2 separate regions of the Bombyx mori genome follow, and region 2 is linked to region 1. Evidence: chromatin contacts called from public Hi-C data. All regions are on one chromosome and are shown on one strand. Each heading gives the region's core, a stretch centred on a gene start, on an enhancer-like site or on the middle of the called end of the contact. The rest is flanking DNA. Distances are from core to core; before and after follow the strand shown.

Region 1 (6,591 bases), core at 2,060-4,559:
GGCAGAAACAGGCAGAGCGGTGGTACCTACCCGTGCGGACTCACAAGAGGTCCTACTTTTTATGTAATAATGCCGTATCTTCCGGCTTTGGGTGACTTGAATCACCTATTTTATACAAACAACGATTAGAACATAAATCGAAAACCGGTGATTGAAAATAATGTAGATATATAGGTATACTATAGTTTTTTTTTTTGTGGATGCTTTTTTGAAAATCAGCATTTTCTCGATGAGTATTGTTATTGACTTAATGGTCACGTTTAACCTGTTTACTTTGTTGAATCGACAAAATACAGTGTAATTTTCAAATTAGTACCGAGCGAAAAAGAAAAATCGCGTTGTATTTTTTACACTAGTTTTTTTTTTATTGCTTAGACATGTGGACGACCTCACAGCCCACCTGGTGTTAAAAGATATAAGTCCTAAGATCTCAGTATAGTTGCTACTTATTTTGTATTTTGTATTTACTTTCATATTTTTAGTATTTATTTGCATTTAATCGTATTTAAGTCTATCTTATATTGTATTTATTTTTCACATGTGTGTATAAGTATATATTTTTATGTAAGTTTATTAAGATATAGCACCGTCCAGTTCGCTTATTCCTCTCCCTGCAAGGTTGCCTGGAAGAGATCGCTTTCAGAGATAAGGCCGCCAATTTATGTCACCGACTATTATTTGTTTTTATATGCTTACCTTGTACATATGGTGTAAAGTGTTATATTAGTATTATTATTATTATAGTTACAATGGCTGCCCCACCCTTCAGTCCGAAACGCATTACTGCTTCACGGCAGAAATAGGCAGGGTGGTGGTACCTACCCGCACGGACTCACAAGAGGTCCTACCACCAGTAGTTATTGATACGAGCAAAGCAATCTTTTTATTTTAAGTAGTTACCGGAGCGTTCGTAAAATCGCAACGTTAATTTCGGCAGCTGTCTTGAGATATAAAGATCAAAGGCTCAATTAATATTGGTTAACTGATATACCGCATTTCAACCGAAACGCACAGTTGCTTTTTATTATCTTTGTATACAGATTAACGTTCGGTACTGCTCACCGCCGAGTACTCTTTGCAGACCTCGTCTCGGAGGAAATGTCATAGCGCTCAGAAAACACGGTGGAGGATAGTTCATTCCAAAGCCGTACGGTGTTTGGCAAAAAGCACCACTAGAAGCACAATGCGGATAAACGCTGCGCTTTTACATAATACGGATGAATCCTGCTTTAGTTCAATCTCTGATATATCATATGTTAAATTTAAAAAGTTCATCGTTAAAGTTGAATTTACTAAATACCAACAAGGTCGTTTAGGATCTTTTATAGAAGTTTAAAAAAATATTATTTGTGACTATCAAAAAATTAATTCACGAGCGAAAGCTAGAATTATATGGCTTTCACCTCTGCGTCTAAATATAGACACAAAAATCAAATTTATCTCTCATCCTACAGCGTTAACGCGATCAGTAAATACAAGAAGAGCATTTGGCCCTATACACGTGAATGACTAAAGTAAGCAGTCTGTAGTGTGTGAATAGCCGAAACATCTTTTACATTTTAAAAAAACTTATACAGACTAAGCAACAGAGTACTTGATTCAAGTATGTATTTCTATAGAAGATATTTGTTAACTTGATTAATAAAGTGTTTGCATTGAAATGACGCAGTTGCCAATTCAAGATATTTCCATGGAGACTTGACGTAAGTGGATGGTCACTACGCTATAAAATAAATCAAATTGTATCATAGACCAGACCTGCTTTAAGACAAAAAATTACAAGCATCGGGTTTATTAGGAAGATCTTTTACTGGTGGTAGGACCTCTTGTGAGTCCGCACGGGTAGGTACCACCACCCTGCCTATTTCTGCCGTGAAGCAGTAATGCGTTTCGGTTTGAAGGGTGAGGCAGCCGTTGTTCTATACTGAGACCTTAGAACTCATATATCAAGGTGGGTAGCGCATTTACGCTGTAGATATCTATGGGCTCCAGTAACCACTTAACACCAGGTGGGCTGTGAGCTCGTCCACCCATCTAAGCAATAAAAAAAATGAAAAAAGATCAGAATACGTGAGAGTCGTGAGACGCTTTCTCACTAAAAATCATAATGTTTGGTAGAACGCACCAGTATTCCTCATATACGTCGCGTTAGAACCACGAACAGAGAATTCACCTTAACCATAGTGGAACGCATTACGGCTTCGCAGGAGAGATCGGTGGGATGGTGGCACCCACCCTTGCGGACTCAGAATTCCCGCTACCACCACAAAAATGGTAATTGGCAATCGTAGTGTACTCATTTGATACTCAGAAAACGCTGCAGCCTATTTTGCTACTTTACGAGTTCGATAATACACATCGCATGAGATTTTCTTTGCTCATTAAGAAAACATTAAATTAACCTTAAAAAGCTATCATAATTGTTTTTTCAAGAATTATTTAAATTAATTATTAAAATTAAAATTAATAATAAATTAATTAATTATTAAAATTAGACATCACACGATAACTCAAAGCAGTTAAATCTCAGAGTTCATTTTTTTTTTTTAATTTGCTCTAACCAGAATATGTTAGAATATGTTACATGTGTGTCCTTGCTCAAATTTAACAGCTAATATAGCGCCAAATCATAATTTTGATATAATTTTTGAATTTAAAAAGAAATAATGTCAACTTAACTTTAAAAAAAAATCTTCTCTATTCATCTAACTATATAGAAAAAAATTGCATATCTTCTAAAAAATTTAGACATAACATAAGTAAGTACTTACTCTTCAACGCCCATCTTTTGTTCAAAAGTAGCCCGTCCAGAAACTTGTATCCATGGTCTCTGCAGGCATTATCTTTGAGAGAGGCTATAGCACTGGTTAAGGATAACAGATCACTCGCAAGAACTACTGAGGACGCATAATCAGGAGACTCCCCGATCACCCTGACTTGAGTGTCTTTTGTGTCCCCTTCGTATTCGTTATAAGCAGGATTCCTTTGCGAAGCTCGTTCGGTTCTATTCGCAACGAATTTCGCGATTAAATCCCTATCTAAGCCGAGCTTATCGGCTGTCCTATTCAAAAGCGCTAAATCTTGTTCATTTACCGTTCTATTAGAATCTAATAACGGGGTTAGTCTAGCGAGGGCATCGGTATTTGTTATGTTAAAATTTTGCGTGGAAACAACCGCTACTAAAAATATTAGTAATGTGAATGTCATGAAATCCATCGCGGCGAAGGCGTGCGCACGCGGCGCATTGACCAACTGACTGAGGTGCCTAGCCGGAACCTTAACAGTCGGTCGATACAGCCTCGATTCAAATAAAGGCTCTTGTCCATTACGATATTGTAATCGGTTCATTGTTACGTATTTTACTGAGCACCCGAATTTTTTTTTACAATGGTAATCTACTCTATGCATCCAATGACGTCACGCGACCCGACGATTTGACATTAATTAATAAGAATAAAAAAAAAAAACCGAAACGACTAGAGGTTTCGAGTATGAAATTCCTTTGATGGAAAAAATTACGAATTAAATAAAAGAGTATAAAATAAATTTAGAATAGGATAGTACTAGTGTAAAAGCCTTTGTGACCGGCATCACTTTTATTCTGGACTACTAAGTGTTTGTGGAAATATTTGAAAAAAAAATCTCAATCGGCTTCAGAGGAATAACATGACAAGGAATTATAAAAAAAAATGTGTATCCTTTATAGACTCTTGAAATCTATTTTCAATTTAAATTTATAACTTTTCTTTTTTGTGAAAATTCTGTTTCATTCAATTTCAAAATCGTGTCATTGCAACTACTGGCAAGCACGACCATAGAGATTGTTTTTACATTATTCTAGGTGGTCCGCGAGAAAGTTATTCAGAGAGGGCACAACCCTCAGCATTGAGGACTATCGATCGAGCACGGGGATGTGTATAACTTTATTACAAAATACAGTCCATTTTTATTTGAATGTTCTCTAGGATGCAGGCATAACTTAAGTAACTATCACAAAGCCTTCTGAAATTGTTTAAAGTATTCTTGTCAAGTATTGCTGCAATTACTTGTAAGGCGCATGTTTGAGCTGAACAATATTTTTAGAAATGTATGAACAGTGTGCTTATTGCGAATTTTTAACGTTCTGAATATCGTAAAAGTTAACTCAAATTTGTATCTTACAAAATAAGCTAGAATTAATACAAGAAACAACGTCGAGCTTAGAGTGTCGTTCTATCGAGTAAAAACACCTACTGGGTAGAAAATCTTCACCTACATAGTTGACGTCTTGAAGGGATTAAATTTCGGTGGAAAACAATCCATTTACTTTTTTTTTTTATTGAATATTTACTGGTGGCCCGGAGGCCTTTCCAGTTTCACCAGGACAGGTGGGCGAGCAAAGGCTCAGCCAGGAGGGGTGGGATTTGCTAACAGCTACCCGAGCGCCTCCGAAGGAGACCTAACAGCTCAAGAGCAGCTGCTTCGCAAATGAATCTACTACCGGATCGGAATCGCGACCCGCTGAGAAGATCCGGCGAGAAACTCAGCGAGCTGATTCATGGGTTAGGTTGCACGGCGAACTCTTTGTCGAGTTCGACGAGTACGGTTACCGGGGTCCCTAAGCCTGCTCCTAGTGTTGGAGCTGAAGGCGTCTAATGCACAGGCCATTTACTATTACACTAGGTGTAGTTGAGCTCATGGTCTTGTAATCCCTATGCAGCTATCGAAGCCCACAGGACAACAAAGTGAATTCCGCCACCTATTCCGAGACACACCCTCAATCCTTAATATATTGACTGCTCTTCGCTTACATTCTTCTAAATGCGCCCTAGTGTCCATTTCCACTAATAATCTAACAGGTTTAAAATTACACATAATTAAGTTTCCAAGTACCTCATTAAATTAAGCCATTAAACATAAAATATTATTATTTTTTAATTTAGCATATAATTTAATTTAGCAGTGAATAAAACGGAAAACACATTTCAAATTACGTTTAATTAAAACAAGAATGCTATCTTATGTTTCGAAAAAATTGAGCACCATCTTCATTGTTAGCTGTCCACTCCCATTCATCCAGTTCGTTGTCTTCTCTAGAATAAGGTCTTTCGTCATACTCCCTTTCCACCCAAGCCTCCTCTCCCCCTTGTTCTTCTTCAATAACATCTAATTCCTCATCAAAATGATGTTGATCTACTTCTCCTAATTCTTCGTTTTCTTCTTCCTCTACAATTTCATCTAGTTCTTCATTTTTATGTCTATGCATTTCATACTCGACTTCTTCTTCGGGTATTTCTTCTAACACTTCTCTGTGAGCTAGAAAGTGAGCTCTAGGTTTCTGTTTGATTTCTCGTTCTTCTTTTGATTTCGAATAAAGTTCTTTAGAATTCGTTTCATTTTTCTCTGTTTTTGGCCCATTTTGTAGATTATTTTCGAATTTGAATGAAAATTTTAGTAGCTTATGAAAAGATTGCATTGGAATTACTAGAGTTAGTGTCAGGATAATTGACGAAATCAGAATCGCTGCTATTTCCTGTAAATCGACCTGAGGAGAAAAGTACCCAAGATTATTATTCAAAAAAGTTACATTTCCATTTTGTTGTACGTTATCATATAATTGACATGTAAAACGAAAAGAGCACCCGAGAAGAAAAACCCAGTAAAACACCACCGCTAATTATTATAGTATGGGAGCAGTAGTCGTCAGGAATATGATACTACAACTAATCTACAAATCTAACATAATCTAGGATGGGAACTTCAACACAAGCATATCAGAAATATCCGAGAGAGTCAAGGTAGCATTGAATTCAATCAAAACTATCTTGACTGCTGTGGGCAAATTAGTAGATACAGCTATACCGTTACCGAAAGATACTGTTTTAGTATCCAGTATCTTACCGATGAATGCCAAGTAAATAGTAATATTTTAGAACAATGCCAAAGCAAAAGTTATAACCTTTTTGAGAAACTGTTAAACAATAATATAATTAGAAAAAACCTATAAATCTTCTATATATAGCCTTTTGGAAAATCTATTAGAAATAATGTAATTTTAAAAAACTCCTATAACTGATCTTTGAATTTCATCTTGACTCGATGATATTCATACAATGAATTACAATGACGTATTATAAATTAAACACTCGAGAGAACATAATTGACAACTTGAAGAAGATGACACGGAGAACCAAGTTTAACCACGTAAATCATAAAAAAAATGTTGTTTAAAATTTTAAAAACGTATTTTATTATACATGTTTTAAGTTCTTCAACTTTGATTTTGATGATGTTGACGTGACTGAAAAACAACCTCTAATGATTACGAATGTAAAAAGATGATATCTATTTACAAAGTACCGAAATTTCTCCAAATGTAATCTTTGTCCCATCACTCTTGGCCATATCTGTGGCATAACCAAGCCGTTAGTTAGTACTACGTTGAGGTTTAAATAATGAATATAAGGTTTGTACTATAAAATGGATGTTTGTATATGAGAATTATGCATATAAAGGAGTATAGAAAAGGTCTGCATATATTGAGTAAATTCTAAATATCTTCAGATTTATTCTAAATTTAAATGTCGTTTTGCATGTCTATTAAATATTAAA
Region 2 (6,591 bases), core at 1,954-4,453, 34 kb before region 1:
GACCAATACATGGACTTTCTTTTAGCTACTGTACTTGACTACCACAAAAATGTTGATAAACTTAAATAACAAAATATTTATATCTAAAATATCTGAATACTTTCACAAAATAAGCTATTGTACAGCATTGTCATTCGAACTATACAGACGGAATGTTTTTATTTTGACGAAATCCACAAACGGAATTTGTAGTCATAGAAACATTTGTACTTTGAGACCACATTCTTCGATATTAACAAGAAATTCCTTCACAAATACTTTTATCGTGTAAATATCTCATCACAAAGAAAAACTTACCAAAGATCGGATTTTAGACATGTACAAAAGATCACAAGTACGGATCAAGAAATAAATAGTGTTTATTCAATAAAAACCATAAACGAATTCATTATGTAAAAATAGATGTGGCAAAAACCACAGACTTGTGCCAAATCATAACCAAGTAAATTGAACCGTAAAAATCTATAAAAAAAGCAATTACCATTTGGTCAGTGTTCACGTAGTTATTGATGTATAAGATATTAGCCCACCAGGATTCCATGCAGCGCTCACGCTCTAGTAGCAGTCGATCATCCCATAGCGGGCCCTCTCCGATCTTCGGGAACCAAGTCATATAGAATAATATGATAACTGCATATGCCGGAGTTACCCTTTAGACAAAAATGTAGATATTCAGCACTTAAAAACAATGTATCGTGATGAGTCAGTGTGAAGTGTTCTGGGATGCCACTTTGGGAATCTTTGTAAGTAAATTGCAAGGCTTTAGTTATGGCAAAATTTAAAACTTAAAAAACATTACTTAGTAACAATTACAATTAATAACGAACAACTCCGAAATAAAATCTTCTATTAGAACTAAGATGTTCGTTCCTAACCTTTAACTTATATCACAATAAATACCTACACATATGTATCAAAATGATTACTAACCTGATATACCGGAATACCAAAATTGGAATAACGTTAAGTTTTCCTCGTCTTTTATCCAGTTCTATGAGAAGAAGTCGGCAAAAGAGAAAAGCGCTCAGGAACAAGAATGTGTCCACGAGCAAAGCGTTGTTCAACATGAAACCATTTAGCGGTGTTCTGATTAGCTAGAATAATGGGATTACATTTTACTATAAAAAATTTAAGAAATGTAATAAATAATAATATCTACTAATAGGATTTGGGCTACATATTTCAAATAACCGCTGTAAGAAACGCTATTTTTAAAAGAGCCAAAAAATGAGCATTGCTAAAGTTTTTTCCTAAAAACCATTATCAGTAAGATACAAAAACAAGTAATTCGGAGTAAGCAATTACGAGAACAATCAAAATATATTAGTCCAAGATTTCAACATAGTCCAGCTTGCATTTTCTTATAATATACGTTGGAATATATAGCATGTAAACGTTCAAAAAATATAAGACAAAGATGAAAGAGGAACTCTCTGTGTATTCGGAGTTGAATGGTTACAGACTTAATACTGTTGGCTGTTTTGTCTTTTTTATTGCGTTTGCAGGCACACGAACATCTGGCCTATCTGATGGTGAGTGGTTACCGTCACTTATGGACGAGTAATACCAAGGATAGAACCAAGCCGCTGCCTACCGCTGTCTGTCTCATCACTCGAACGAAGTCTATGGCTACCAAATTAGAAGCAATGATAATTTTGTGGAAACTATAATTGAGATTTTTTTAATTGCTTCGACGGGTGAACTAACTGCCGGCCAACTTGAAACAAGTAGTTAACAAAGCCCATAGAAAGCCCACAACGTAAAAGTCGCCACTTTGAGACATGAGTTCTATAGTACAGCAGTTGTAGCATCCTTCAATCTGGAACGCATTACTACATCACGGCTGAAATAGGCAGGATCGTGATTCTTACTCAGGCAGCCTCACAAGATGATCCACCTCTACAAGCTTAGATGGTGATACTTGACAAATCTGTCCGCAATATAATATAAAAAGACAACTCACTCTATCCCAAGCAGTAGCATCCATAACAGGTCCACTGGCTATGAATAGACAGGCATGGCCGCCCAAAATAAAGATCATAGACAGCGCTTTGATCCCAGTTACGCATTCTAAGCCAAGATTTCCCTGCTGTTTCGTTGATATAATCTTCTTTACATTATTGATGACAGAGAATGACGTTATCAGTTCCGTGATCACGGAATCCTTTTTCTTCCCCATGTAGATGATGAAGATTTCGAAAATGGTGCTAAGTGTTAGAATGGTCATGAACACGAGAATTAAGGACCTGCGAACACAAAATATGCAGCTCATTATTATGCGCTAATTTAATTTACAATTTTTTTTAAACACCATTCACTATTGGAACCATTCCTCTGAGGAATTGTTTGAGATGATACCGACATCTCGCTTTTACCATCGCACCGCCCGCCACCGGAGTACAGTTCATCCATACTACCTGGAGCCACTACGTTCATCGACAGTGCGTTTCCAGAGATCTTTTTTGCCACGTACCATCCAGCTATGGAATGAGCTCCCCTCCACGGTGTTTCCCGAGCGCTATGACATGTCCTTCTTCAAACGAGGCTTGTGGAGAGTATTAAACGGTAGGCAGCGGCTTGGCTCTGCCCCTGGCATTGCTGACGTCCATGAGCGACGGTAACCACTCACCATCAGGTGGGCCGTATGCGCGTCTGCCTACACGGCAATAAAAAAAATATATTTTGAACTCCCAATTACATAATTGAAACGGGTGTCTACACAAATTGGTGTTTTCAGATTAATGTAATTGATTATTTATGTATGTATATCCCCAGCCTCTGCCATAGGAACTATGACCGTGAAGCATATTTCACTACATTGAGTACATAATTCATTTAATATTAATTAATTGCAAAATATTTTCAAAGAAATAGTTACAGCTGTTGACTTTGATGCTTCGGATTTTCAAACGAACAAACAGCTATAAAATATTAAACATTTTTGATGACGGATATATCAATACCCGTTTTCTGAACTAGTTTCTATTCACATTTCTACAGCTTTCGTATTCATATACACAACGAAAGTTCAAACCAAAGAAGCAGTTTTGTGTCATAAAAAAGCAGCCAAAGAGTTAATGAACAATAATATTAACTTTCCACGAGTGATCTATCATCATACGTCATAAATAAATAGGAAAAAGGAAGCGAGGAAGACGTAGCTTACGGAATATGTTTGTTTTGCTCGCAATGTTGCGCGCCTTCTAGTAATATAACAAGTTTTCGTTTGATTACAAGTTTTGCTATTTTCATTGTGTTCGTTTATTTGGTACCTCGTGGACCGTTTTATTCATTATACGATTTTGGAATCTTTATTTTGCTCCTCAAGCAGCTATGTACTAGTATTTGTATCCGCAGTATTTATATTCGGCAGTATCAACTATCAACACTAGAATATTTTGCTATACTGCACAGATGGGGACTGCGACCCAATTAGAAAGTAACGTAGTACAAATTTCGATCTTAAGGCTTCGTCAAACGTTTTTTACTGGTGGTAGGACCTCTTGTGAGTCCGCACGGGTAGGTACCACCGCCCCGCCTATTTCTGCCATGAAGCAGTAATGCGTTTCGGTTTGAAGGGTGGGGCAGCCGTTGTGACTATACTGAGACCTTAGAACTATATCTCAAGGTGTGTGGCGCATTTACGTTGTAGATGTCTATGGGCTCCATTAACCACTTAACACCAGGTGGGCTGTGAGCTCGTCCACACATCAAAGCAAAAAAAAAAAAAAACGCGTATAATAGCCGGCAAACTTCTTGAGCATTTGTTGACGTAGTGGGGGTAAGTTTGCGCATGGTACACTCACGTGCAAAAACATTATTTACGCTGCGTCATAATGCAATTAAATTATTAAAATAAACATATGTATTTATTTATATATTTATTAGAACATCAACAAAAAATATAGGTTAATAATTGTAATAATTTAATCTTGGGGTAAAATAGATATTCCTTCTATTAAGTCAAGTCAACTAGAGCTGTTGCCAGGTCTTGGTTCAGTTGAAGCGAAGCTGGTATTTGTAATTTTTTTTTCGTTATCATAATCTTGACCATCATCATCATCACTGTTTTCATCACCCGAGTCGCTATCATCGTGATGAGTCGACATAGGGCTCATCGGTATAGTTTACAACTCGGTCGTTCGATCTTCTTTTTTGTCTATAATTAATTATTTTTTTAAGATATGTATTCGATTCGTAGTAATCGAATGTTACTTTTTTCAATTACCAGCTTCCGATTATTTTCTGTTTTTTTTTTCATCTGAAGCCTAGCTCTTTCATAATTCGTCGTAAACTTCATTCCGAGCCATTAAAATGTATATCTTCTTTAAATTTTTCGAAGCCTTTCTACGGTACGGAGTTTCGCTGCTTGTTATGTAGTTATTATGATTACATCTTTTTATTACAGATTGAACGAAACTATCCATTCCGGTAACTTTCTTCTTCCCTGATCTTTTCTTACCCGGAGTCCCAAACACGGCGAGCAAGCCAGAGCCTTTAGCTTCGCTAATAATGCACCTAACAGTACTCACTGGTGTTTTTGTTGTTTCCGAAGTCTGTTTTACTTTTTTCATATTATTTTTCCCCTGTTTTATAATGAAGCAATATACGTCGTACACAATTTTTCTACCCTTTCTTTTGATTACTACACCAGTTTGTCGCGGCATAGTGTATTTTTTATAAAAAATCAACAAACACTCAACAAATAGCAATGGCAACAAAGTCAACAAGCAATTATAACAAATAACTTAACGATTAATAACGATAGACTTTTTACTGTACGCAAGCGTACTTTTGGGAGCAAGCGGAACGAGGGCGCGGTGCGGGGCGCAAGGTTCGACTGATCTACCAATAACGCGCTCGATACGATTTCCCCTGGCGCCGCGCCTCACCCTCACCACCAAAGTGATCTAAAATTCGGTTCTGCGCAGTCAAGGTCATTTGCTCAAGATGTTTGCCGGTTACTATACTTAGCGCTGCGTTTTAACGTCGCGCTCTTTACACGTAAGACAAATTGACTAGATGAGCCCACTGCTCCTTGACGCAACGTACCGCCAAATCATAGTTAGTGCCTTTCGATAGCAGTATGAAAATTTAAAAGAATTAAGATGTCCAGTGATTCAGATGTGGCATTGTATAAGCATGGGTATTTTCTAATTATTTCTATCATTTTTTCGGGCATTATCCAGTATTTTAATACACATTCACTCGGACGCTAAATTAAATTTGTAAAAAATGACAACGCCTGACGTCAAACCGTCCTAAAGCCGCGACAGAGCATTGCGTACTTATAGCGCTGGAGCTCTGACGGTATGTTACCGTTACCATAGTATTACAACACATCTCGGCGTCATAGCGCGCCGTTAGTTTAGCGCTACGACGCGCGCTAATTACGCGTTCTGTTTGACGAAGCCTTTAATGTATTAAAAGAGATAAAGGACATTCACGATGGTGCCTACGGACTCAAGTTATGCCTCGCTCGTGCTAGCGATCCCGCACTTGTGAATTATTATCCTACTGTACTGCCTATTTCTGCTCGAAGCAGTCAAACATTTTGATTTCATAGGTAAGTATATTGGGTGAGCTTATGTGGATTTGCAACACGTCTTTGAAAAACCAGTACCTTAAACATTAAAATCAAGTAGCACACATACGGTTAGTGAGCCATGAATCCAAAGAATAAATAGAAACGTTCATAGATAGCTGATAAGATAATAATCGAATCCAAACAACAATTCTTAATAAAGTCAGTTAATAATTTACAAGTTGAATAAGCCACAAAAAACAAGGATAGCATTTTTTATGCGAAAAATAAATACATAGAGCTTAAGGCAGTAAATCGGGATTTTGAACGTCGTCACGCCAAAAGTCGCACCAAACTCTTAAGTTATGGGCCGCAGTATTATAACTTGATCGAGTTTAAATCTCTGCATAGTAAAATATATTTTAGGTCAGGGTTATTGAATTACTAGGTTTCAGTAATTTTTACTGTTTTTTAAGCTATTGCATAGCTTTTATCGCGGGCCTTGAGCCCGAAATCATGAAATTCCGTAACGAAAAAACCTTCCACCCCTCACTCCGCCTACCATGTAGCTCGCGTTCAACACATTCACACGTTGCGCTTGTGTAGTGTTTGTGAATAAGCGCGTGGCGTGACGTCACACTGCATGCGCATCATGAAAAGTCTGCCCATCTCTCTCTCTCGCGCGGTCTAGCTTATGAGTGTGAAGGGGACAATTAAGGTTTTGCTTTTATTAGTGTTTAATATAGCGTGGTCTTATTATTGTTTTAATATTAAATTATCATTGTCTGATTATAATTACATAAGTTGATAAAAAATGCTATGCAATAGCTTTACCGCGGCAGTTCTCGAGTGCCACACGTTTTTTTTTTATATATTTACTCTCTTTTTCAGCGTCTTCCAAATGTTACATAAATTTCGTCAAACGAAATATGAAAATAGCCCTTAGTTGTTAAAAAACTTATAAAAAATATTTCATCCAATTAAAATATAATGCTTTTACGTAAATAAGCTTAATGCAGTACACTTCACAAATGTCACTGTTTAACCCTAAAATAATTTAGCATAGT

The links. A called contact is a pair of places that touch in the nucleus more often than the background predicts.
Region 2: a Hi-C map of posterior silk gland shows a contact between it and region 1, with 2.4 times the contacts expected there. The contact joins the enhancer-like site here to the promoter of LOC101746685 in region 1. A contact is called at or near these places in 2 of 7 Hi-C or Micro-C datasets (posterior silk gland and whole pupa).

What each region holds. Positions count from the first base shown.
Region 1 is chr13:3,493,005-3,499,595 of ASM3026992v2, reverse strand. It overlaps LOC101746685 (nose resistant to fluoxetine protein 6), which reads right to left and starts at 3,309. Exons shown (of 13, transcript XR_009974614.1): 1 at 2,772-3,309. It overlaps LOC101744370, which reads right to left. Exons shown (of 12, transcript XM_004928055.5): 12 at 4,959-5,524. The coding sequence ends at 4,994.
Region 2 is chr13:3,527,318-3,533,908 of ASM3026992v2, reverse strand. It overlaps LOC101746685 (nose resistant to fluoxetine protein 6), which reads right to left. Exons shown (of 13, transcript XR_009974614.1): 4 at 1,964-2,246; 5 at 931-1,094; 6 at 482-650. The region is part of intron 2 of LOC134199939; the gene reads left to right. Among protein-coding and RNA genes, the nearest start is that of Defensin2, 23 kb to the left of the region's middle. Within about 2 kb of position 3,203, at least 2 of the 8 cell types and tissues checked have open chromatin away from gene starts, as enhancers often do.